Regions from separate parts of the Mus musculus genome. Here regions 2, 3, 4, 5, 6 and 7 are each linked to region 1. The links are chromatin contacts, called in public ChIA-PET, Hi-C and HiChIP or PLAC-seq maps. All regions are on one chromosome and are shown on one strand. Each heading gives the region's core, a stretch centred on a gene start, on an enhancer-like site or on the middle of the called end of the contact. The rest is flanking DNA. Distances are from core to core; before and after follow the strand shown.

What was found. HiChIP or PLAC-seq counts read pairs in DNA pulled down with a chosen protein or histone mark. A called contact is a pair of places that touch in the nucleus more often than the background predicts. ChIA-PET counts read pairs in DNA pulled down with a chosen protein or histone mark.
Region 2: a contact with region 1 is called in an H3K27ac HiChIP or PLAC-seq map of large pre-B cells, with 4 times the contacts expected there. The contact joins two enhancer-like sites. A contact is called at or near these places in 1 of 39 promoter capture datasets (hippocampal neurons), 4 of 484 Hi-C or Micro-C datasets (the C10 cell line, embryonic stem cells and granulocyte-monocyte progenitors), 4 of 115 datasets of contacts at active chromatin or transcription factors (embryonic hindbrain, embryonic stem cells, large pre-B cells and 1 more) and 1 of 9 other capture datasets (embryonic stem cells).
Region 3: a contact with region 1 is called in an RNA polymerase II ChIA-PET map of memory CD8 T cells, with 35 read pairs. The contact joins two enhancer-like sites. A contact is called at or near these places in 1 of 39 promoter capture datasets (hippocampal neurons), 1 of 15 datasets of contacts at CTCF or cohesin (CD8 T cells), 12 of 484 Hi-C or Micro-C datasets (B cells, the C10 cell line, Th2 cells and 5 more) and 5 of 115 datasets of contacts at active chromatin or transcription factors (CD8 T cells, double positive thymocytes, embryonic stem cells and 2 more).
Region 4: a contact with region 1 is called in an RNA polymerase II ChIA-PET map of memory CD8 T cells, with 16 read pairs. The contact joins two enhancer-like sites. A contact is called at or near these places in 1 of 15 datasets of contacts at CTCF or cohesin (CD8 T cells), 2 of 484 Hi-C or Micro-C datasets (both in Th2 cells) and 4 of 115 datasets of contacts at active chromatin or transcription factors (embryonic basal ganglia, embryonic stem cells, memory CD8 T cells and 1 more).
Region 5: a contact with region 1 is called in a Hi-C map of Th1 cells, with 2.2 times the contacts expected there. The contact joins two enhancer-like sites. A contact is called at or near these places in 2 of 15 datasets of contacts at CTCF or cohesin (CD8 T cells and pro-B cells), 2 of 484 Hi-C or Micro-C datasets (B cells and Th1 cells), 4 of 115 datasets of contacts at active chromatin or transcription factors (CD8 T cells, Th17 cells, embryonic stem cells and 1 more) and 1 of 9 other capture datasets (embryonic stem cells).
Region 6: a contact with region 1 is called in a BATF HiChIP or PLAC-seq map of CD8 T cells, with 6 read pairs. The contact joins two enhancer-like sites. A contact is called at or near these places in 2 of 15 datasets of contacts at CTCF or cohesin (large pre-B cells and pro-B cells), 4 of 484 Hi-C or Micro-C datasets (the MNK3 cell line, Th2 cells, cerebral cortex and 1 more) and 2 of 115 datasets of contacts at active chromatin or transcription factors (CD8 T cells and memory CD8 T cells).
Region 7: a CTCF HiChIP or PLAC-seq map of CD8 T cells shows a contact between it and region 1, with 8 read pairs. The contact joins two enhancer-like sites. A contact is called at or near these places in 1 of 15 datasets of contacts at CTCF or cohesin (CD8 T cells), 1 of 484 Hi-C or Micro-C datasets (Th1 cells), 5 of 115 datasets of contacts at active chromatin or transcription factors (CD8 T cells, acute myeloid leukemia, embryonic hindbrain and 2 more) and 1 of 9 other capture datasets (embryonic stem cells).

Annotation. Positions count from the first base shown.
Region 1 is chr12:26,067,135-26,070,006 of GRCm38.p6, reverse strand. No RefSeq gene overlaps it. Among named protein-coding and RNA genes, the nearest start is that of Gm29835, 90 kb to the right of the region's middle. Within about 2 kb of position 1,471, at least 104 of the 459 cell types and tissues checked have an H3K27ac peak or open chromatin away from gene starts, as enhancers often do. A contact at or near this core is called in B cells, CD8 T cells, the MNK3 cell line and 5 more, where this site is marked.
Region 2 is chr12:25,164,425-25,167,296 of GRCm38.p6, reverse strand. All of the region lies in intron 4 of Gm36287 (a long non-coding RNA gene), which reads right to left. Among named protein-coding and RNA genes, the nearest start is that of Gm36496, 25 kb to the left of the region's middle. Within about 2 kb of position 1,431, at least 121 of the 459 cell types and tissues checked have an H3K27ac peak or open chromatin away from gene starts, as enhancers often do.
Region 3 is chr12:25,185,886-25,188,757 of GRCm38.p6, reverse strand. The region is part of intron 5 of Gm36287 (a long non-coding RNA gene); the gene reads right to left. It overlaps Gm36496 (a long non-coding RNA gene), which reads left to right. Exons shown (of 3, transcript XR_381348.4): 3 at 243-1,253. Among named protein-coding and RNA genes, the nearest start is that of Gm36496, 3.5 kb to the left of the region's middle. Within about 2 kb of position 1,352, at least 10 of the 459 cell types and tissues checked have an H3K27ac peak or open chromatin away from gene starts, as enhancers often do. A contact at or near this core is called in CD8 T cells and memory CD8 T cells, where this site is marked.
Region 4 is chr12:25,267,083-25,269,954 of GRCm38.p6, reverse strand. No RefSeq gene overlaps it. Among named protein-coding and RNA genes, the nearest start is that of Gm46343, 35 kb to the left of the region's middle. Within about 2 kb of position 1,449, at least 77 of the 459 cell types and tissues checked have an H3K27ac peak or open chromatin away from gene starts, as enhancers often do. A contact at or near this core is called in CD8 T cells, Th2 cells and memory CD8 T cells, where this site is marked.
Region 5 is chr12:25,310,516-25,313,387 of GRCm38.p6, reverse strand. It overlaps Gm46343 (a long non-coding RNA gene), which reads right to left. Exons shown (of 3, transcript XR_001780576.2): 3 at 2,143-2,872. Among named protein-coding and RNA genes, the nearest start is that of Gm46343, 8.2 kb to the right of the region's middle. Within about 2 kb of position 1,482, at least 105 of the 459 cell types and tissues checked have an H3K27ac peak or open chromatin away from gene starts, as enhancers often do. A contact at or near this core is called in B cells, CD8 T cells, Th1 cells and 3 more, where this site is marked.
Region 6 is chr12:25,358,777-25,361,648 of GRCm38.p6, reverse strand. All of the region lies in intron 1 of Gm36723 (a long non-coding RNA gene), which reads right to left. Among named protein-coding and RNA genes, the nearest start is that of Gm36723, 4.3 kb to the right of the region's middle. Within about 2 kb of position 1,493, at least 30 of the 459 cell types and tissues checked have an H3K27ac peak or open chromatin away from gene starts, as enhancers often do. A contact at or near this core is called in CD8 T cells, the MNK3 cell line and Th2 cells, where this site is marked.
Region 7 is chr12:25,387,871-25,390,742 of GRCm38.p6, reverse strand. Gm36723 (a long non-coding RNA gene) reads right to left here. Exons shown (of 12, transcript XR_001780577.2): 3 at 2,480-2,872; 4 at 1,627-1,802. Among named protein-coding and RNA genes, the nearest start is that of Gm36723, 33 kb to the right of the region's middle. Within about 2 kb of position 1,407, at least 72 of the 459 cell types and tissues checked have an H3K27ac peak or open chromatin away from gene starts, as enhancers often do. A contact at or near this core is called in CD8 T cells and memory CD8 T cells, where this site is marked.

The DNA of each region.
Region 1 (2,872 bases), core at 222-2,721:
CTAGGGCTGAGCATCCATCCCTGCTGCTGTAGGATGCTAACTCCTTTCTGCCTTCAAGCTCCGTTCTCCAATACGAACTTATCCATTCTGTTTGGATTTCATTGATAAAATGAGGAACATTCCCAAGAGAAATGCAGGTGTGGCTCCTCTCCAGTGTTCAGACGTTGTAAAGACCTCAAGAACATTTCAAGAGAGGGGAGGCCTGCTTTGCAGGCCCGCTATGATGGACATGTGGTCTTTGGCTCCTCTGGGATAGGTAACAGCTCTCTGCATCTCTCTTCTCTTGAACTCCAACATTTCAGGATGAGATTTAAGTAAAGCCTGGAAGTGGCAGGTAGCAACTCCAGAGAAGGGTGGAGACAGGCTAACCAGAACCCTCTGGAGACTGCTGAGGGTAGACAGGACCTCCGTGAGTTCCACTTAGGTCATGTTGTGGACCGTGATGACTTTGTGAACAGGGACTAGTATATAGTTATGCATTTTTTTATAAGAAGAAGCCTGATAACACACGCGCGCGCGCACACACACACACACACACAGAGAGAGAGAGAGAGAGAGAGAGAGAGACAGAGAGAGACAGAGAGACAGAGACAGAGACAGAGAGGGAGAAACAAAACCCTCAAATGCAAAGAGGCCTGCTTTAGTGTGTGTGTGTGTGTGTGTGTGTGTGTGTGTGTAGGAACAGAAGCAAGACTAAGCCACCAAGCAGGCTGCAAAGTGCAGACAAGCCAATCAAAAGTGTGACAATAAGAGAACCTGCCTTTGATGGGGACACATCTCGGGTTCCTCTACTGCCCAAGAGAGATATCCTGCTTGGCCCAAAGCCTGCTCAGGTACTCTTAGGATTCAGAAACTTGGAGTAGAGTGTGTAAGCATAGCTGCATGGGTCTTCATCAGCCTGCTGTGCTGGACCTGGGAATTCTAGCAGGTTTGACAGCTTTACCCTTTCCTAGTGGATTACATAAAGAAGTTTTTGCCACAGTCAATACGGAGTTTTAAAATGTTAAGGACTGTAAATGGAAGCAAAACCAATCGATGCTCTGTGCTGGTCCTGTGATAAGCAAGGGATCTGGACCCCAAGCTTGTTTTGAAGACTGCCCAGAGAGCAAGGGAAGCCAAGGAGAGAAGGAAGTGGTACCCAGAGACAGGAAGGGAGGCTGCACTATAGGTTCACGCCCCGAGTGATGCTTTGGGTCCCAGCTTTACAGTGCAATGTAAAGGGTATGAAGCCAGAGCAGGTGTTCTACAGAGGAACCACCCTGTCGGTAGGAGGGGAGCAGCCAAGAGGGATCCAGGAAATGCCATCTGTCCTTCAGAAGCCCTGTCACCACTGGGGCTGGGGCGATCTGAGTAGCTTCCAGCCCCGGCTGGCTCTTGCCATCCTGAGCCTCTGGCGGCTCTGCCCTCTCCGGAACTGTCTTACTCTTCTGACTCTGAAGGCCTTATTGATTGCTCAAAGTGAACTCTCAGCCCACGGCTTCCTCCACCCCTGGGCAGCTTGCATTTCCTCTGACGTGGTCTGTGTCTTCTCCCTTCCCCCAGCACCCTGAGCTTTTTACATTTCAAATATTTGACAGCTGGGTGAACTTCTGCTTCCGCCCAAAGAAGGACTCTTTGCAGTTCACAATGGCCGGCCAGTGGCGCAGGGGCAACTGTCGCTCCAGCTGTGAGAGAGGCTTTTGCAAATGCTCCGGAGAAGCTGCTGTCCAGCTGCGCGCCTCGCCCTCTGGCAGCGGGCTGCATTTTAATCAACCGGCTCTCACTCTCTGGGAGAAGGACTCATTTGTGGGGCTGGAGCAGATGGCCCCCGCCCCCAGCGCCCCAAGATCCTCAGGCCTTCCGCTCCGGCAGGTGAGGCCTGGTGATGTCAACGCAGGTGTGGATTGGAGGTCCCAGCTCCAATCCAGACCCCCAGAGCCTATGTTAGCGCTGCCTGTATTAGGCATACAGATCCCTAGAGTGCACTGTAAGGAACACACAGCCCTGGGTCCACAATACTGGAAGCTGGAATCCTGTAGATAATGAGAAGAAGATGCCAGATTTGATGAGAGGTGTACTGGGCAGGTGCCGACATTCTGCCCACCATCAGACGATTTGAACTAACTCAGCTTCTTGAACACCTCAGTGTATCCCCAGAGAGATCTGTGAACCTCCATCCCTATGTGTGGAAAACTCTGTGAATATCATGAGTGTCCCTGCCTGTATATATCTTATCCATCTTGTCAGAGCTGGTCTGGGCTGTCCAGCCTTGCAGCCCAGTTGTCTTCTCTGAATAGCTATGACATTTCTCTATGGTGCTTTGCCTGCCTTAAAGAAGTGTTCAGTAAATGCCAGGTGCCTTAATTTCATTAACTCCCCTCAATACCAGATGGGTCTAATCCCTGTTTTCATCCAAGGAGGCAGACACGAGGATTTCCCACTGTGGATGGTGCTGATAAAGCCAGGTTTGATGCCAGGTAGTCTGCCCCTCGCCCCTTCACACCCTCTGTTGTGCAAACTTGTTTGAGATGTGCCCCAGCCCTGCTTGTCTGATGAGAATTGTTGTGGGGACTAGACCTTGGCATTCTTCATCTCAGAGGCACCTAAATAGTATACCTGTGCAGCCGTGCAATATAAAAGGGAGCTACTGCCAGTTCTGCCAGCACCATTTGTTGAAAATGCTGTCTATTTTCCACTGGATGGTTTTAGCTCCCTTGTCAAAGATCAAGTGACCATAGGTGTGTGGGTTCATTTCTGGGTCTTCAATTCTATTCCATTGGTCTAAGATCAAAAATTCAGGTGACAGTAGATGCTGGCGAGGATGTGGAGAAAGAGGAACACTCCTCCTTTGTTGGTGGGATTGCAAGCTTGTACAACGACTCTGGAAATCAGT
Region 2 (2,872 bases), core at 182-2,681, 900 kb after region 1:
ACACACACATACATGCATACATACACACACACATATACACGTACATATATATAATCATATGAACCCTGTCTTCTCAGTTTATCCCCCAGTGGCTACACCATTAGAGAAAAGGACCCCACACACTCTGCAGCGTTAATAGTTTTCAGCTCCTTGAATAGGGTTGGGACCCCCTGGGTGCATCCTTTATCCATGGGGGAATTTCATGAAGGTATCCACAGGTGCTGTGTGTTCATGGTTGCCATGGCAATGTTTCATGACCATCTTCTCCATCCTCCAGCTCTCACATCCTAGCTACCATCCCTACCTCCCTGATTAATTCTTAACTGCACCATGGCAAGCTATGGCAAGCCATATCCCACATCCTTCACCCTCCTTCCTTACTTAGTCCCCTCACACAGACTCTAAGCAAGTACTTTTTTCCCTTGTGTTCAAATGACAAAAGAGTTAGCTTGACTGTCCCAAAACCATCTGGGTTATGACAGGCTTTAGATTCAGGACTCCTGGGACCACTGTCACATGGCTCTGCCCTTGCAGTTTAGAGTTTCTGGGGGAATCCCATGCCTTATGCATAAGCTGGGCATTCTGTCCTCGGTAAGTAGCAGGCCTGCCAGACACCAACATATAACAAGTGGGCACCCCTGGAAAGAGCCTCAGCCAACTGGGTTTGGGAATGACACCCTTCTTGGAGACGGGGGAGGGGTGGGCTGGACAAAAAAGCCCCAGGTAATGGAAATGGAAATTCTAACCAACAGCCTGCACCTGGTGTTTTTGAGCCTCCAGAGACAGCTGAAGGGAATTGTATGTGTGCCTTTGCCAGCACTGGCTCCCCAGTCATAGTCCAAGGTGGCCTGGGGGAGCTCTAGTCCACTTCACAGAATGGCCATTCCTATCCCAACCTAGGTGTTACATGATAGCACTATTTAAACCTGTTCCCGAGGTGCCTTAGAACGCACCTGGGGTCATCCCTGACCTCAGCTCAGAGCCATACAGCACTGCCCATTTCTGAGACTCCCTCATCATATCCTGTACCTCCTGCCAGACTCAGGGTTTTCTCTTGGCTCTAAAGGAGAGAAATGAACACCCTGTCTCCCCATAGGCTCCTGGGACCTAAAGGGAGACTCGGGGCCATTTGTCCAGGTTGTAGGTCACAAGAAGGCCACAGGTCCTTCTCCAGAAACCCCTATTCATCTTACTGGGATCCTGAGCAGCTGGGTCATCCCATGACAAACACGTAAGCCCAGCCCCAGACACAGACATCACAGCTTCTGCAGGTGTGACTCAAAGACTCCAGGGCCTTGCACAAGGTCACAGGGAACTAGAAGAACAGGACAGGGGTTGTCTCAAGTCCAAGCCTCTACATTCTGGCCAAGCCTTACTGCACACAAACTGCAGCTGCAGCTGTGGAGAAAGAAACCTGACCATGTGACCAAGCACTGGCTGTCCTCTAGGGCAGGGCATGAGTCTGGGCCCTGGGGAAACCCCAAGTATGAAGAAGGCAAGGTCCTTGGCCTTGAGTTACAGTCAGTGAGGCAGAGCCGACACAACTGTGTGCAAATGACTACGGTCAAGCCCTCATCTCGGTAGAGCTGGCCCCCCAGCTGCATAGACAGACTGCTAAATGTCAAGGGCCCTGCCTGACACCAGCATGAGTGGGCAGGAGGTGACTTGTGTCCATGTACAGCAAGTGTTCTAGGTTGGCCAGTCTCGCCCACACCCAGCGAGGGTCCAGAACCCATCATGGATGTAGGTGAAGTGCCTGGAGTCTCCTTGCTGACCTGGGCACATTTTGGAAGACACATACCACAAGCAGCCTGGGTAAAGCCTGTGACAGTCTGAAGGAAGGTGCTGGAGGCAGTCTTCCATAGGTAGGCCTGCACTCTGCAGGGCCTGGGTGCCAAGGCTTATCCCTAGCACCTAGGAAAGGCAGAGCAACTCTGCAAAACAGACATGCAAAACATACTCAGGCATGTTGTAGTTCTCACATCTACAGCATGTTAGCCTATGCTGATACCTCGCCTGCCTGCAAGTCTGCGTCCTCCTGGAGGAATACCTTTGTGATTGTTACAATGCATCACCAACTCTTTGGAGCTTGACCTGTGGCTGATAAGAACCAATATGCAACTGGACTCACAGCTAAGCTCAGGCAACCATCTGAGCCAAGTGGATACCTTCCTCATCCTCTTGGGATCTTGGAACTCCTCCACCATGAGAATCCTGCCTCTGTGGGTCTAGTTCAAATCATCCTGGGATGCCAAGGGCACAGCTCCCCACCGTGACACAGTGACACTGCAGTCAGGGGCAGATCCAACTGGGGCTCTGACACCACCTTACATTCTCAGGCAGACAGCCAAGAGCTGCACCCACAAAGGAAGTGGCCCATAACACAACAGCAAAGGCCAAACCAAAGCAGGAGGCTATTTTTATCTTCAGAAGGATCTGCAGCTGGGACCAAGCAGCTACAGGGCATCCTGTAGCTCTGGACTCATTTCTCCCCAATCCTTCACCAGTGCCCTGTCATCCCTTGACCTCCCCCAAGCCCTTCCCAGGGAGGTGAGAAAGTAGATCTGGTCAAAGAGACACATTCTTCATCCTGCTATCTCCAAGGGGCAAGCTAATTAGTCTCCAAATAGTCCAAATGGGTAATTGCTACCTGCATTTAAAGGCCAAACAGCCATCAAGAAGACAGTGGTGGGCCTTTTCTGAGAACTCATGCCCTCCTCTCCCCTTCACCATGACATTTGTAGATGTACATGAGTTGGGTAGCAGGTCTCTCACCAGTGTCCAGTGAAATTGAGGAACAGGACCATCTAGGGCAGCCCCACTCCTGGCTCAAACCCTTCTGCTGTGGTCATCTCCTCTTATACACAAGTAT
Region 3 (2,872 bases), core at 103-2,602, 880 kb after region 1:
CCCAGAGAAGCTCTCACATCTGTCCCTCACAGTCTGTGTCTGTGGCAGGTTACTTCCTCTTTGAACCTCAGTTTCCTTATCTGTCAGATGGAGCAAACATGGGGACCTGCCATGGGAGAACCCCAGCTCATGCAGGTACCCTCCACAGGGAACATGGCATGGCCTGTCTCTCTCTAAGGGACAAGAAAGCCCTTGGCCTTTCCTGTCTCTGCTCACACTTAAATCTCACTATGTTTTGGCAGGTAGAAATGTCAGCTCTAAGATCCTGGGCCCCATGCTACCCTCCCTGAGATGCTGCTATGTGAATGTGGAGGGAAAGAAACAGAAGTTACTGCATCTTACTCCATCCTAAGAAAGGCTACAGTGGGCAGCCCTGATTCCCTCCTGCTGTCCAGAACCTGAGAGCCCAGTAAATTGGAGCCTAGGCCACTGTGGCCTTTGAAAGACAGACAGAAGACTTCCAGACACGCAGCAAAGATAAGAAAGCTGCAAGGATGCCAGAGGCCTCCCAACATCCAATCCAGACAGAGCCTTGTCTGAGGTAGAGGTTTCCAATGAGTGAGCCCCAGGAAATCTTAAGTCTTGGGGATATGGCATACTAGCAGAGGGGCAACAATCAGCTCCAGGGAGTAAAGAAATTAAAAGCAGCCCTTGTTGTAGCTTGTGCCAATTTGTATGGTATAATCACTCCTGCCTTGGCTAATGTCATCACTGAAGGCAAATTCAGGACCAGCAAAGCATAGTCAACTGTCCTGAGCAGCAACATCTCACACTCAAAGCATATGAGAACAGATGGCTCTTCCCATAAGATTCTTGCTACCTGCCCAGAGGACCAAGAACAAACAGTGGCATGTCTCGGCTGGAAGACAGAGGAGCAGAAGGGTTGTTGAGTGTTACAGGTTGGCTAGGAAAAGTCCCACACCGGCTTGTGTGTTTGAACACTTGCTCTCCAGCTCATGGTGCTCTCTGGGAAGTTTCTGGAACCTTTTAAAGGTGAGGCTGTGGTGATTTAAAGAATAGTCCCCTTGGGCTCCTATTTTGAATACTTGGTAGAACTGTTTGGGGAGGATTGGGAGGTGTGGCCTTGTTGGAGAAGATGTATCACTGGGGGTGGACTTTGAGGTTCTAAAAGACTCCCAGTGTTCTTCCTCTACCTCGTGGTTGTGGATCAAAATGTGAGCTGATCTTCCCTCCTCCATCACTCATTGTAGTCCTCTGAAACCATAAGCCAAAATAAATGTTTTCTTCTAGAAGTAGACTTGGTCATGACGTTTTATCAAAGCAACAGAAAAGTAACTAAAACAAGGGCCTACATGGGGGAAGTGGATCTCTGGGGAGGCAGGCCTTGAGGTTTACAGTCCTGCCCAACTTCCTGCCCCCTCTCCACTTCGTGGTCCACATAGAGATAAGCATATAGCTGTGTGTTCCTGCTAGCTTGCTTTCTCTATCATGACAAACTATACCTTCAAAATTTCATCCCAAATAAATCCTTTCTCCCTTAAGTTGCCTCTTGTCAAGTACTGGTCATAATAACCAGAAAAGGAGCTACGACACAGGGATAAATGAGAGGTTAAGGGACAGGCTCTTGGGCTGGGCACTAGTTAGCTGTGTCTAGGTAGATCTCCAGTCTGTTGACCTGTGTGGCTTTGGGTACTTTGGCCTCTACAAAAACAGAGAAGATTAGCATCTAGCTTATTATATGGATAAATGTGATGGTTAGTGGTGATTAACAATTGATTGGGTTGAAAGATACCTGGGAAATTAATAAAATATATTTCTAGGTGTGTCTATGAGGGAATTTCCAGGATTTCCAGGGAGGCCTAACTGAAAACAGAAAGCCTTTCTTGAATGAGGGTAGCATTGTTCAGTAGGCTGTGGACCCAGCATCATCCTGTGGGTCCAGCTGGCATTGGGGAGGGTCCAGCATCATCCTGCTGATTCCCTGTGCTTCCTTCAGAGTATGGGTGCTGTGTGACTGCTCATTTGTGTGGCAAATTAACACCTGGCTCTCCCACTGGGCAAGGAGTCCACAAGGCATAGTTGACAGGTATTTTTAACAAGGTTACTCTTTGCCATGAGATACTGTGAACTACAAAATGTCCCCAGCTTTTACCAACTGGTTGCTAGGAGTGTTCCGAGTCATTGAGATAAGAATCCATGCCCTTGGTCAATTCCATTTCATCCTAAGAGCTGGCATAGCCTATAAAGAGACCCCTCATTCTAGGTACTGGAATCCATGAGTACAGGAGTTCGACCTTGGTTTGTTCAACCCATCTCTAGCCAGTGGGATCTCAGAACAAAAAGTAGATTCTAAGAAATGCATGCTGGTAGATGAATCTGCAGCCCCTACTTACAGGCTGCTAAGCAAGCTATTCTGACTTCAGGATGAGACCTATAGGAATCTGACAAGTAGGGCCTTAGGAACACAAGATTCCAAAAACGTCCTATCTTCCCAGGGCTCAACTGGGCAGGACCCAAAAGCCAGCCCTCCTATCACTTCACCTTCCCTAGCATCCCAGAGCCCAGGAGATGATGTAGCTGCTTCTTCTGCCTTGTAGCAGGAGGTAGAACTGCTCTCTCTCTCTCTCTCTCTCTCTCTCTCTCTCTCTCTCTCTCTCTCTCTCTCTCTCTCTCTCTCTGTTAGAATCCTTGTACTCCCTGTCTACTGCCAATCTTTTGAAGGCCTGACCAGTGAACTACTATTCAGTGAGAAGCAAGCTGGGAAGCAGGAGCCAATCACAGACAAGCAAGTGAGCACAGCTGTGGGGATGTAGAAGCCACTCAATGTTCCAGGGCAATGTAGAAATTCTTAATTCAAACCCTTTCCTCGGGCTTCTAGTTCTCTCTGTCCATCACACTGTTGAGTGTCTGT
Region 4 (2,872 bases), core at 200-2,699, 800 kb after region 1:
AGGAAATGCTTACAAGGGATCAAGTCTAATTGTCATGGCATAAACAGCAACTACCCTTAAAAATCTCTCTTTCCGTATCACTGTCAGATACTCCTGAAGCATCGCAAGACTGCCACCTGACCTTCAGAGACTGCCAGCCCTCAGGCTCATACACTGTCAGTGAGGAGACGGAGATGGCCACACAGGTTCTGTGGAGAAGAAGGGGTTAAGAACGGTTGACATTTATAAACCGGAGTCTAGGAAATACAAATGGTTGCTAACAAAAGCCATCTGGGAAGAGTTGAGATGACTCAGCAGGTGCCATTTCCATTTCTAGAAAAACAACGCAGACCACCTCAGTCTCACCTGGACCTAGCCTGTAGCTCAGTTGTAGTGAGTTATAGCTCAAGACAGACGCTACACGGGCCAGGGCTTTGCACAGCCCTCTCCAGTCACCGCCTGGAGTCAACTCGAAGTCCCAAGCCCACTCCTTAGAGCTCTCAGTTCAGAAGAACCTTCAGGGGGCTTCCTGGAAAGGAATTTCAGAAAGGACCTGACCTGAGATGCTTTCAACTGCAGGAGGCATTCCAAGGGCGGGCAGGTGCAGCCTTGTGGGGCTGCGTGCACATTTCCTGCTGGCTGCTTCCCAGCCTGACTTGCCAGCCAGCACCTACATTGGTTAGAGCACTCTGCAAACCTTTGTGCAGCCCTGGCTTCAGCTCAATAGTCCAGAGATTTCCCTTTGAGTCACGCCACCTTCAGATGCTCAGACTGAGCAGACAAACACACAGAGCTTTCTTAATTTTTTCAGTTTTCCTAAGTGCTTAGTGGTAGTTTGATGGCTAACCTAAAATCGCATTGTATATAAAGTTGAAGCAAGAAGTACTGACTAAACCACAGCCCATGCCTTCAGTAGAGCTTTTGCCAGTGCAAGACTTGACGGCTGTCCGGTGCCAATCAAGTTTCCTCCAGACCTCAGTCTCACCACGTCACACTATCTGAAAGCAGCTGGCCATTCCAGTGTGGCTCCACTAAGGAATCCTGGAGCCCACGTTAGCCAATGGCTTCCGCTTGGCTTAGTAGTGACGTAGACTAATAATATCCTCCTTCCCATGGCCTCTCTTTCCCCTTCTTCCCATCTCATTAAAAGAAAGAAAAAGAAAACTTTTAGTAACACATCAATAGCTGGATTAAGATCCACATTGCTTAGCCAAATGACCCAACCATAAGATAAATAGCTAGGAGCCCCCACTTCCATACTGGCTGACACCAGGCTCTGTTCTGAAGAGATTTACAGATTCATTTCTCCCTCACACTGATTCTATGCAGCTGATACTCTTATTCACACACACCCCACTGGACAAAGGAGGAAGGTAAGGCACAGAAAGAATGAAATCGCATGGCACTGACATCCCTGAGGTTTGTGACTCAGGCTCTCCATTCCGTGTGGCACGGTGCCAGGCACAGGCAAGGCGGAAACCATGGTATTCGTTCTTAAGATGCCCAAGGATTGTAATCTGTCTTTATCCAGACCCACTGGGGCTACGACAGAGGAAGCAGGGCACTTCCTTTATGGAAACCGCAGGAGCTAATGGCTTTTATGTCCCCCCAGTGAAGGGGCCCCTGGAGTCCAGAATCATCTTATAAAAATTTCAGGATGAAACCTGTTGAGACCACTATCCTCTGGGCATCAGCTGTGGCATCTGTAGGCCAGTGCCTAAGAAGGAAAGGCCACTGGCTAAAGTCTGGATGTGTCTTGCTGCAAACCATTACCAGTGAGAGGGAACCATCCCCCCCTGCTCCTAACAGGGGCATCGAGGATGCACGGCTCAGTTCTAGAAGTCAAAGCAAGAAACAGCAAGCAGGCTGGTGCCTCTCTGCTGAGGACCTAGAACTTGGCTTCCTGGCTTCTGCACAAGGCAGACACTCTGCCCCATGAACAGAGAGATGTCGGGGCCATTCTGGACTTGACTCTCTCTGCCCCACATCACTGGATCTCTCTGGAGGAACATATGATCTGTTGTGGTTTGAGACTGAGCTGAGTAACCCAGGGGCGTCTAAAGAGTGCGCCTTCTTAGAGCTTGGTCTGCACCTGCTGTCAGGACAAAGAACCGAGATTCAAAGATTTCTGAGCAGGAAATGTCGAAGAATAGTATATCTTGATGAAGGCGACCAAGAATATGAAAACGAAGCGCGTGCTCTGCTCACAGGGGCTCCGGGCCTACACATCTCCAACTCGCCCAGCCTGAAGCTCTTCAAAGGCTTTGAGGCCTGTGCAGGCGGCTGGCAAGTGTAGGGTACCCTCTTCACTCTGCCTTTCACAGGTAACCCACCGCCCACCAGACACCCAGAAAGATGGGAGGATGCTGGCACAGGAAGGCAGCTGTGAGGAGCAGGCCCCTCAGATAGCTCAGTTATCTAAACTTCAACCTGGAAGTTCAAACTCCGGCCCAGTTCCCTTGCTGGCTCCAGAGACTTGGCTTAGAGGTGGGCATTGCGCAAGTTACCTGCCAGGACCAAAAGGGACTCAAAAATCCTAGGGGCTTAGATGCACTGTGGACACTGTCAGGCAGGACTAGAGATGGTGTCCAGCCAAGGACACCTGTTGCCCCGGAATGTATTTGCCAGGCCCTGCATCAGCTGCACGTCCTACTGTGTGATTGTACAACTCAGTGTTGACGGCCTCCAATCTATCCAGAGTGTAGAATGTGGGCTCGGAATTGACAGGACTCTTAGAGCAGGGAACCAGAGTCAACAGCTCTTGGCGCAGTGCTGGCGTCGTGGGGGAGTGGAAGGGTCCACACAGCCAGCTCTTGTCCAGGCACAGCCCTGGCATGCCCTCCAGGCGTGGAAACTGCTCTTGGGCAGGTGGCTGAGGCTCAGAGAGGGAAGG
Region 5 (2,872 bases), core at 233-2,732, 760 kb after region 1:
CCCAGCTGCAGTCACAGCCACACACTTTGTTGGGGGTAGATAGATACCATCATTTCAAACATCCCTTCTTCATTCAGGGAAGATTCCCTGGAGGGACAGTGAATATTTTGTATTGAACATAAGCAAACAGCCTCTCCCCATGGTATGAAAAAGTGGTATTGAAATAGAGCTTCACAGATTCATAAGAGAATGCAGACACTGAAAATGAAGGTCACTCAAAAGGACCAGAAGCCAGCCCCAAGGCCTTTGAGAGAAAACTCCGTGGGTTCCAAAGAGGAAGACACTAGAGAGTCACTGAGAGCCAGGTGTCAACTCGGGCTCAATCTAAAGCCTGAAGCCCACTGTGGTGGCTCTCACATATCCTACATATACAGCCGGGTCAAACTGCTATAAGGGTAGTTTCTCCAGATACCTCCTCTGAGTATAGCCCCAATACTGAGCCCTACTTCAGGTAAAACTTAAGACCTGAAAGAACTGTATCTTTGTGTAGTCACTATGGGCTATCATCTTTATCTCTACAGGAACGGAGAACATGGGACCTCAGCTGCTTGGTACTGTGGCCACTGTGGAGCTGTGCAGGACCATCTACATCCAAGAGTGACACCCAGCAGGAGGGATACACAACTACATCACAAGGCATGAGATGCTTTCCCCTTATGGCTTAACATTGACTGAACCTTCGTGTTGAGGGACCAACTCCCATCCACAAGTGTGCATTCATATCATGGAAGACCTTCAAGAGAGTACTCTGCAAGGGTGTATGTGAGTGGAATACATTTATTAGAAGTATGAAAGTAATATTACCACATTTTTATCTCAAGAGGCTGAACCGGTTACACTAGTTTTTCCTCTAATCAAATTTTGTATTACATTCTCACTGTACCTCAGGCAAGAAAAGTCAAAAACCCAGAAATAGAAGCCATGATTAAATATTCCAATCACCTTCCAGCTGCTTCAGCTATAGCTTTGCCCTTCCTGAAGGACAGAGGAGACAAGAGGGGGCAGAAAGTACCATGGGACACTGGTAAGCGGGGAAGATTTGACCCAGGAACCAGATCCTATCGGGTCAGAATCCCTAGTCCCTGAAACTCCTAAGAGCCTGAGATTCAAGCCACCTCCCAGCAAGAAGAGCAGGACTCAGGGACACTCTAGGAGTGGCCATAAGACTTAAAGCGAAATATCAGTTCTGGAAAGCAGTGAAGGTCCCCAGTGTCCACAGAGCTTCTGAAGACCAAATGGTAAGGCCACGAGGAAGCCTTTGCTAATTTCTATAAAGAAAGGTAGAAAGGAAACCGCATTAAGCCAGCCCTTCAGATAGGTGAGGGGTGAGCTCAGACAGAACCCCCAAAATAGACCCGGGTGGCTCCTAAGTCAGCTTTCACTTCCACCAGACCTGGAGTTGCACTTCCAGACAGGCCCGGTGGTTGTTGGAAGGGCCCACAGTGGTGAGTTGTGACTCAAGCTTCTCCAGCCACTCACTGCCACCTGTAACCACAGTCAGGTTAGTAGAGGAAGTTCCCTGGCAGAGCGCAGCCATTGTGAAACTGACTGAAAGCAACGGGTTCTGACTAACGTCTTCACCTGTTTCACACGGACTGGAGGCAAAGTTCTTTGTGTTCTCTCAGGAGCCTTCCCAACTGCTAGCTCACTGGCCTCCATCTCTATACAACAGGAAGAGTCAAGGACCCATCAGTTCACTCAAGAGGCTCACAGCTTCTTTACCTCTTTGTACTTCTTTACCTTCAATGACTTTAGGGGCTGGTGAAATGGCTTGGGAGAAGGCAACTGCTGCCAGGCCTAATGACCTGAGTTCCATCCCCAAGAATCACATGGTAAAAGAAAAGTACAGCCTTCCACAAATTGCCTTCTCACCTCCACACATATACCACAGCACACACGTACCAATGCATGTACGTATATACACACATACATGGATGGATAGATAGATAGATAGATAGATAGATAGATAGATAGATAGATAGATAGATAGATAGATAGATAGATAGATTGATAGACAGACAGACAGACAGACAGACAGACAGACAGACAGACAGACAGACAGACAGACAGACAGACAGATAGATAGATAGATAGATAGATAGATAGATAGATAGATAGATAGATAGATAGATAGATAGATAGAACAGCTTATTGGGTACATCCCAGCACTTGGAATGGGAAGGTAAGACAGGAGGATTGAAAGTTCAAGACTAGTCTGGACTATTTTGGAAGACCATGTCTCAAAAACAAAAAGACCTAGGTTTTCAGAGGTCCATAGAAAGAAAAGGAAGCTAGCCACATAGCAATGGCAATGCCTCACATGCTAGTCATTAAATTTCCCTTGGGTTTTTGTCTAGGGAAAAAAAAGAAGTGCTACTTTTAGATCTCTATCTGTCCTAAATCTACCCAAACGAATACTCTATGAAGGTGCAGATATAAACTCTTGATGGTGAGAAAACTCTTAACGTGGAATGAGCAGGAGAGATAAACAGGAAAAGTGCAAGAGAAAGGGGGTCTTGGAGATACAGCAGGACTGCAGTGTGACTTCCCTTAAGTGGACTGTAATTTTCCTCCTCTAATAAAGGGAAGCCGCCACCCTGCTATAAACAGAAGTGGAGTCTTCCAAAGGCTTGTAACTTGATCCCTTTCTACCCTCACTGCCAGCCAAGGATCCACAGCCAAACCTTTCTGCATTCACAGGAAAAGTGGGATCTGAGACTCAATCTATGTAAATTGGTGGTTGCTAAGATTAGAAGCAATAGGGCAGGACTGCTGCTCAGCCAGTGCTCACCTACCACAGAAATGGGGGCAGAGGACTGGACGTTTAAGGTCAGCCTTGGCTATGAAAAGCAGCCAAGGGCAGCCTTGGGTC
Region 6 (2,872 bases), core at 244-2,743, 710 kb after region 1:
CAGAATCATAATGAAGAGGCAGAGCTAAACCCCAAATATGGACATCCTTGGACAGAGTTAACATCCCCCAGTGTTGGAATTATAACCCCTCTGTGTGGCCTGAGGGTGCTACATGGTCCTGGGATGCAGATACCATCAAAACATATTTGTGGAATTGTCTGCTAGATACAGATATCATATACAGAATATATACATATATAGCTGGATAGATTGTCTGATTTAAATTGACTTCTCTCTCAATTATATTAAGGCCACAGCAGAGGAAAATTAAAATGGTTGCTATGGTCTCCCAAGGCTAATGAAAAGTTACAAGGGAAGCATTCTGGTGTTCCTTCTCCTTCACATGTTTTATTTACCCACAGCATGATGAGGATGATGGTTGTGATTAGGATGATGGTGATGATGGTGGTGCTGAGGAGGAGGAGGGTCATGAATATATCAGTGATGGTAATGATGGTAGCATTGGTGAGGATGGTGGTGGGGATGATTAATAGATACCATATTGAACTCTTCCATTTGCCAGTCCTCTCCCATACATCCACTCCCTACCTCCTATTTTGTAAAATAAGGCCTCACTAGGTAGGTAGGTTGGCTTTAAACTCACAATCCTCCTGCATCAGCCTTCCAAGTACTGGGGATTATAGGCATGTTCCACCATACCTGGCCAATTGCCAAATCTTATTTCAACATATTTTATGTCCACATGTGCTGCCTGTTGCTAGCTTAGACCTCTTTATAAACTAGCAAACCTAGTTTCATTTCAGAATAAATACGAAGCAGTTTAGCCATAAGAGGACAAAGGGCACTCAAAATCCTAAAATATAAACTACTATCAGAGCATGTTGCCAATACCTTAAGATGAACATTTCCCTGGTTGTGATGACTCATCTCAGTTGTCACTTTAGTGAGATCGAGAAATACCTGGGTGATGGATCTTTTCAAATACCTGAGGAGTAGCATCTTGATTGGGCTCATTGAGGTGGGAAAAGTTGCCCATTGTGGGTGGCACCATTCCCTGTGCTAGGGTCTCTCTGCTTCCTGATTGTGCATCACAGAAACTAGAAAAGCAAACAAGACCCTGACTAGTGTCCAGCAGATTCCACAGGAGAAAAAGGCCAACAGTTCATCTTTAGATAAACTCTTGGGTACTAGAAGCTCTTCAACATAGAGAGAGAGCAAGCTTGAATGCAAGTGAAGTTATATCAGAGAGATTGAAAGTTTGTAAATGAACCAGGTATTCATGCTGGTGACCCTCCCACCATGAGTCAATATTATCGGTGCCAAAGAGAGGAGAGAAGACTGGGACTCCCTAACAACTACCTAACAAGCATTTCTTGAATATTTCTAAACCTAGAAAGAAAACAAATTGGGCCTACAAAAGGGAGACAGAGGGGAAAAGAAAAAGATGATTCATCTTGAAAACCCCCTCAGCCTCCGGTTCCTACCGTGGAGCACTTGCCGCACCCGCGCTGTGATCCACCCAATTATTTTAATGTCATCATTCTTTCTCCTTTTCTCTCTTTGATCCAGAGATTAGCTGAGCATATTCTGTGTTTCCCACATCCTGCCCACATCCTTTTATCTAAATGTCTTCAAGGTCTCACAATGAGGTACCAGCAACTTCTTTAAAACATCTTTGTCTCTTTCTTGGCCAGTCTTTCTGGAAATATCTCTTGTCACTGCAGATGGATTAAGCATTTTCCTCTTTTTGACAAATGTTGGACGTCATGACAGGGGTGGGGTGGGGGGCTTCAGAGCTAAGCAGGCAAAGTGGTCCCTGCCCTCAGGATGCTAGCCTTCTAGTTGAAGAGTCAACTACTAGAGAAGTACACTCAAGCTGTAATGAGGGAGCAACGCACACCCTCTAAGAGCTCACCAAGCATTCTAGGCTTAGTGTAGAATTCCATTCACAGGGTGGTCTAGATCCAGAAAAGTGAGAAAGAACAAGCTATGTGACAGTTTATAGAAAGAACATGCCAGAGGGATTGAAACTACAAAAACATTCTGAGTAAGAGACCACATTGGGCATATTCAAAACATCTTCAGAGTCAAACATGAAAGAACACACAAAAATCTCCAGGATAATCAGGGGTGAAACAGCCTAGCAGCAGATTGCTCAGGGACTCACTCAAGAGCAGAAAGAGAAATTCACACCAAAGCCATGCAGGGAACTATTTTAAGTGATATAGAAATAATCACCTACATTTCAATTATTTGGCCAGTGCTCCTGAGAAACCAACAACCCTATTCCAACTTCTGCCCTTAGTGAAATCAACACCAATGCCATATTGGCTATGTGGAGGTAGAGGGGGCTGTTGGGACATATATTCAAAATTCCTTTTTAAATAGATTTCTGATCCTCACTTTAAAAAAAAATAGCTCTAGGTTCCCACTCAGCTTGGCATATATTAAAAATCTGTTTGGAAGCAAACTGTTTTTTAAAGTACCTTTGGTTTTAATTAGTTTAGCATTTTAATTTTACGAAAGGACAGGAAGCCTCGATAAGAAGTGCCTTCCATTAGTGTGTCTGAGTCTGCACCATGATGCTGCACTGAGACAATTGATGTCATGTTAATTAATAATTATCTGAGGGACACTGCAAATGTGGAAGGCCACTGTGACTCACCCGGATCGCCTTGCGCTCAGTCCGCTTTAAAGTGCTATTAATTCCTGTTACAAATGACAGGATCGTTTAATTTCTTAAATGAGACATTTTTATCACCCATAGGGCCTTTCATCTCAGTGAATTTATGCGTTCTGGTGAGCCCCAAAACCCATTTCTAGTTTTCAAAACACATTTTGCCCCCGTTGTTTTACCTATATTTGATTTGACCCATATGTATAGACTCCATATGAGTCTAGCTGGCCCACT
Region 7 (2,872 bases), core at 158-2,657, 680 kb after region 1:
TGCAGAGTGGGGCTATAAAAGTTCAAGGCCCACCCCCAGGAATCCTTCCTCCAGGGAGTCTCTATCTCCTTACCTAAAAGTTCCATAATCTCCCTGCATGGCACCACCAGCTGGAGATGAAGTGTTAAAACCCAGAAGCCTGTGGGGAACGCTTCACATTCAGATCACCACAACCACAGACCTGCCAGCTACCATTTCCCCTTGTGCTAGTCATACAGTGAGTTTACATCCTGTCCCATCATGCAGCAGATTTATATCCTGTCCCATCATGCAGTGGGTTTACATCCTGTCCCATCATGCAGCAGGTTTACATCCTTTCCCACCATGCAGCAGGTTTATATTCTGTCCCATTATGCAGTGGGTTTATATCGTGTCCCATCATGCTCTTCCCTCCATTTCCCACTTTCAGTGGGTTATCAAAACCACTTTCATAGTCTCTTCTCCAGATACAGACTCTGTGCAGAAAGTGACAATATGTATGTGGCTCTTCAGGACCACCAGAGAGATTTATCTCTAAGGAAATAAGAAAAGCGGGGTGTGATAGAAGTTGAGTGACACCCATTGAGGACATCTGTCAGTCTTCAAGTGCTCTCTAGAGTGAATGCTCTCAAATCGTTGCCTCGATCCAGGTGAAGGGCTGAGCTTTATACAACTGCTACAGCCAGACCCTAAGCCAGGAGAGCCAAGGCCATGCAAGAACTTCTGCAGAAGGTGACAGACAAAATACAAGCAGGAGCCAGGGATTTGAACTCTGAAAAGAGAGTTGGGGAAACTACTCTAGTACTCACTACAAAAGAGGGCTTTTTCTTCCACCCTCTCTACAGAGACTGCACAGTTCAAGAGCCTGAAAGCAAGAATTTCAGAGGGGTCAAGTGAGACAGAAAATCTCCTAGCTTCAGTTTCCCCAGAAGGCATACCCTCTCTGGGTTCCTGACATCTCTGTTTTGTTCCATATCCATACCCTCTGCCACTACCCTGCCCATGTCTCAAGGGCTATGCTGGATTCTCACGTAGTCCTACACACAGTGCCTAGCCCGGGAGTATCCAATGAGTACTGAACAACTAAATAAAATCATTGGGTAAGTCATCCATTATGGTCATTTACACGGTCAGCTTGACCTCTGAGGCCAGCTGTCAACATCAGGCAGAGGCAAAATCCTCGAGGAAAACCTGACTCTTTTAAAGTAGAGAACCCTCTGTGCTTGAACCGCCCCAAGTGGCTCAGCAGAGTCCCAGTGAGCCAGCACCCAAGGGACCCACCCAAAGGTTGCTACATCTGACCTATCCAGAAACCAACTGGAACCCTGCTTCTGTGGCAAGTGACAGGAAACTAAGAAGACACACAGGCCTTGTCGAGGTTGGCAGGGAGGGTCCTGTTGAGTCCAGACCTCAGGTTTCTGTTCCTCCCTGCCCGAAGTCTCCCCTGTGAGTCAGGACTCACAGCAAATGCAAGAGGCAGATTATACACAGGGGCTGCTCTGCAAGGAAGCCAGGATCACATCTGTTCCCCTTTCTCCCCTGGCCCACGGTGAGGAAAGTACTGTTTCCTTCCTCTCGAGCCACTGGATCTTCCAGTGAGGAGCCAGGCCTGGCAAGGCAGGAGGACCCAGGGGATTAGTCACCTACCTGATCAGGTCACTGTGGTTGAAGCAATATATGAATTATAACCTCGTGTTGTCACATCCAAAAGGAAGCTGGCCTTTTCAGGAGCTTTGCCAGGAGCTCCTGGCCATGCCCAGGCTGTTTGTGTCCCCATGTCCACCTGAGCATGTCCACCTCACTGTGCCTCTCCAAGCCTGTGACTGAAAAGGATGGTGAAAGGCAGTGAGGGCTCAGAACTCTGCGCCACAAAGCTCAAACTAATGAACGAACTATGCACCAAGAAGATGGGAAGAGTAAAAAGGAGACTCGTATTTTAATTAAAATGAAATGCAAATTGTTATAAAGAATAATCATCAGGCTATTTAAAAAGCAATTTATAGGTTGCTATCAAAAGCCTCTAGCCCAAGGGACTTCATGCCCTACTAACAGGCTAGAAGAGGTCAGATGAAAAGAAATATTGATGTAGGGATGAACATGTCAGACAGAGACCTGCCCTAGAAGGCGTGTGCACACACACACACACACACACACACACACAAACACAAACACACATATACTAAATACCACACATATAACCACACACATACATATCTCATACATAAGCACACACACACACAAACATACATACCATACACATACAGATATACATATACATACACAAGGCTCAGAGTCCAGGAACACAGATCCACTGTGGCAAACCTGAGCATGACTAAAGGGCAAAGATCTTATTTCATGTTCCATGAGACAAGCAAACTCAGATAGGTTAGGATATGCATTTGGGAAAAGCAAAGACAGGCAGACAGACACAAGGACAAGTGGTTTTGTACATCAAAATCTTTACAGACCCTCACTTTGGAGCCCTGACTTGTTTACTTACTAATCGTGTCATTTAGATGAGGTTCTTCAACCCCTCAGAACCTCTGTCTGCATCTGCAGTGTCCTTGACAGAAGACCTTCCTGCCTCATGGCTTTGGGGAGAAGGCAAAAAGAAGTCATCCTCACACCCCAGGCTTGCTTCAGTGGCTTAGTCAGTTGCTCCAATTTCCTACATAATGAAGCTCGTGTTTAGCTGCGTCTGCCCTCCAGCGCTCCTCCTTCAGTGTCACCAGGCAGTCCCACATTCCTAAACCACAAAGCACAAGGGACATACCCTGCCTGGAGGCCAGGACCTAAGGTTCTGGCCTCTGGCCTGCCACAGAGTCACATTATGACGACTTTAAATGTCACTTGGAGGAGGGAGATGGGGCTGAATAGCACTGTTATATCTCCA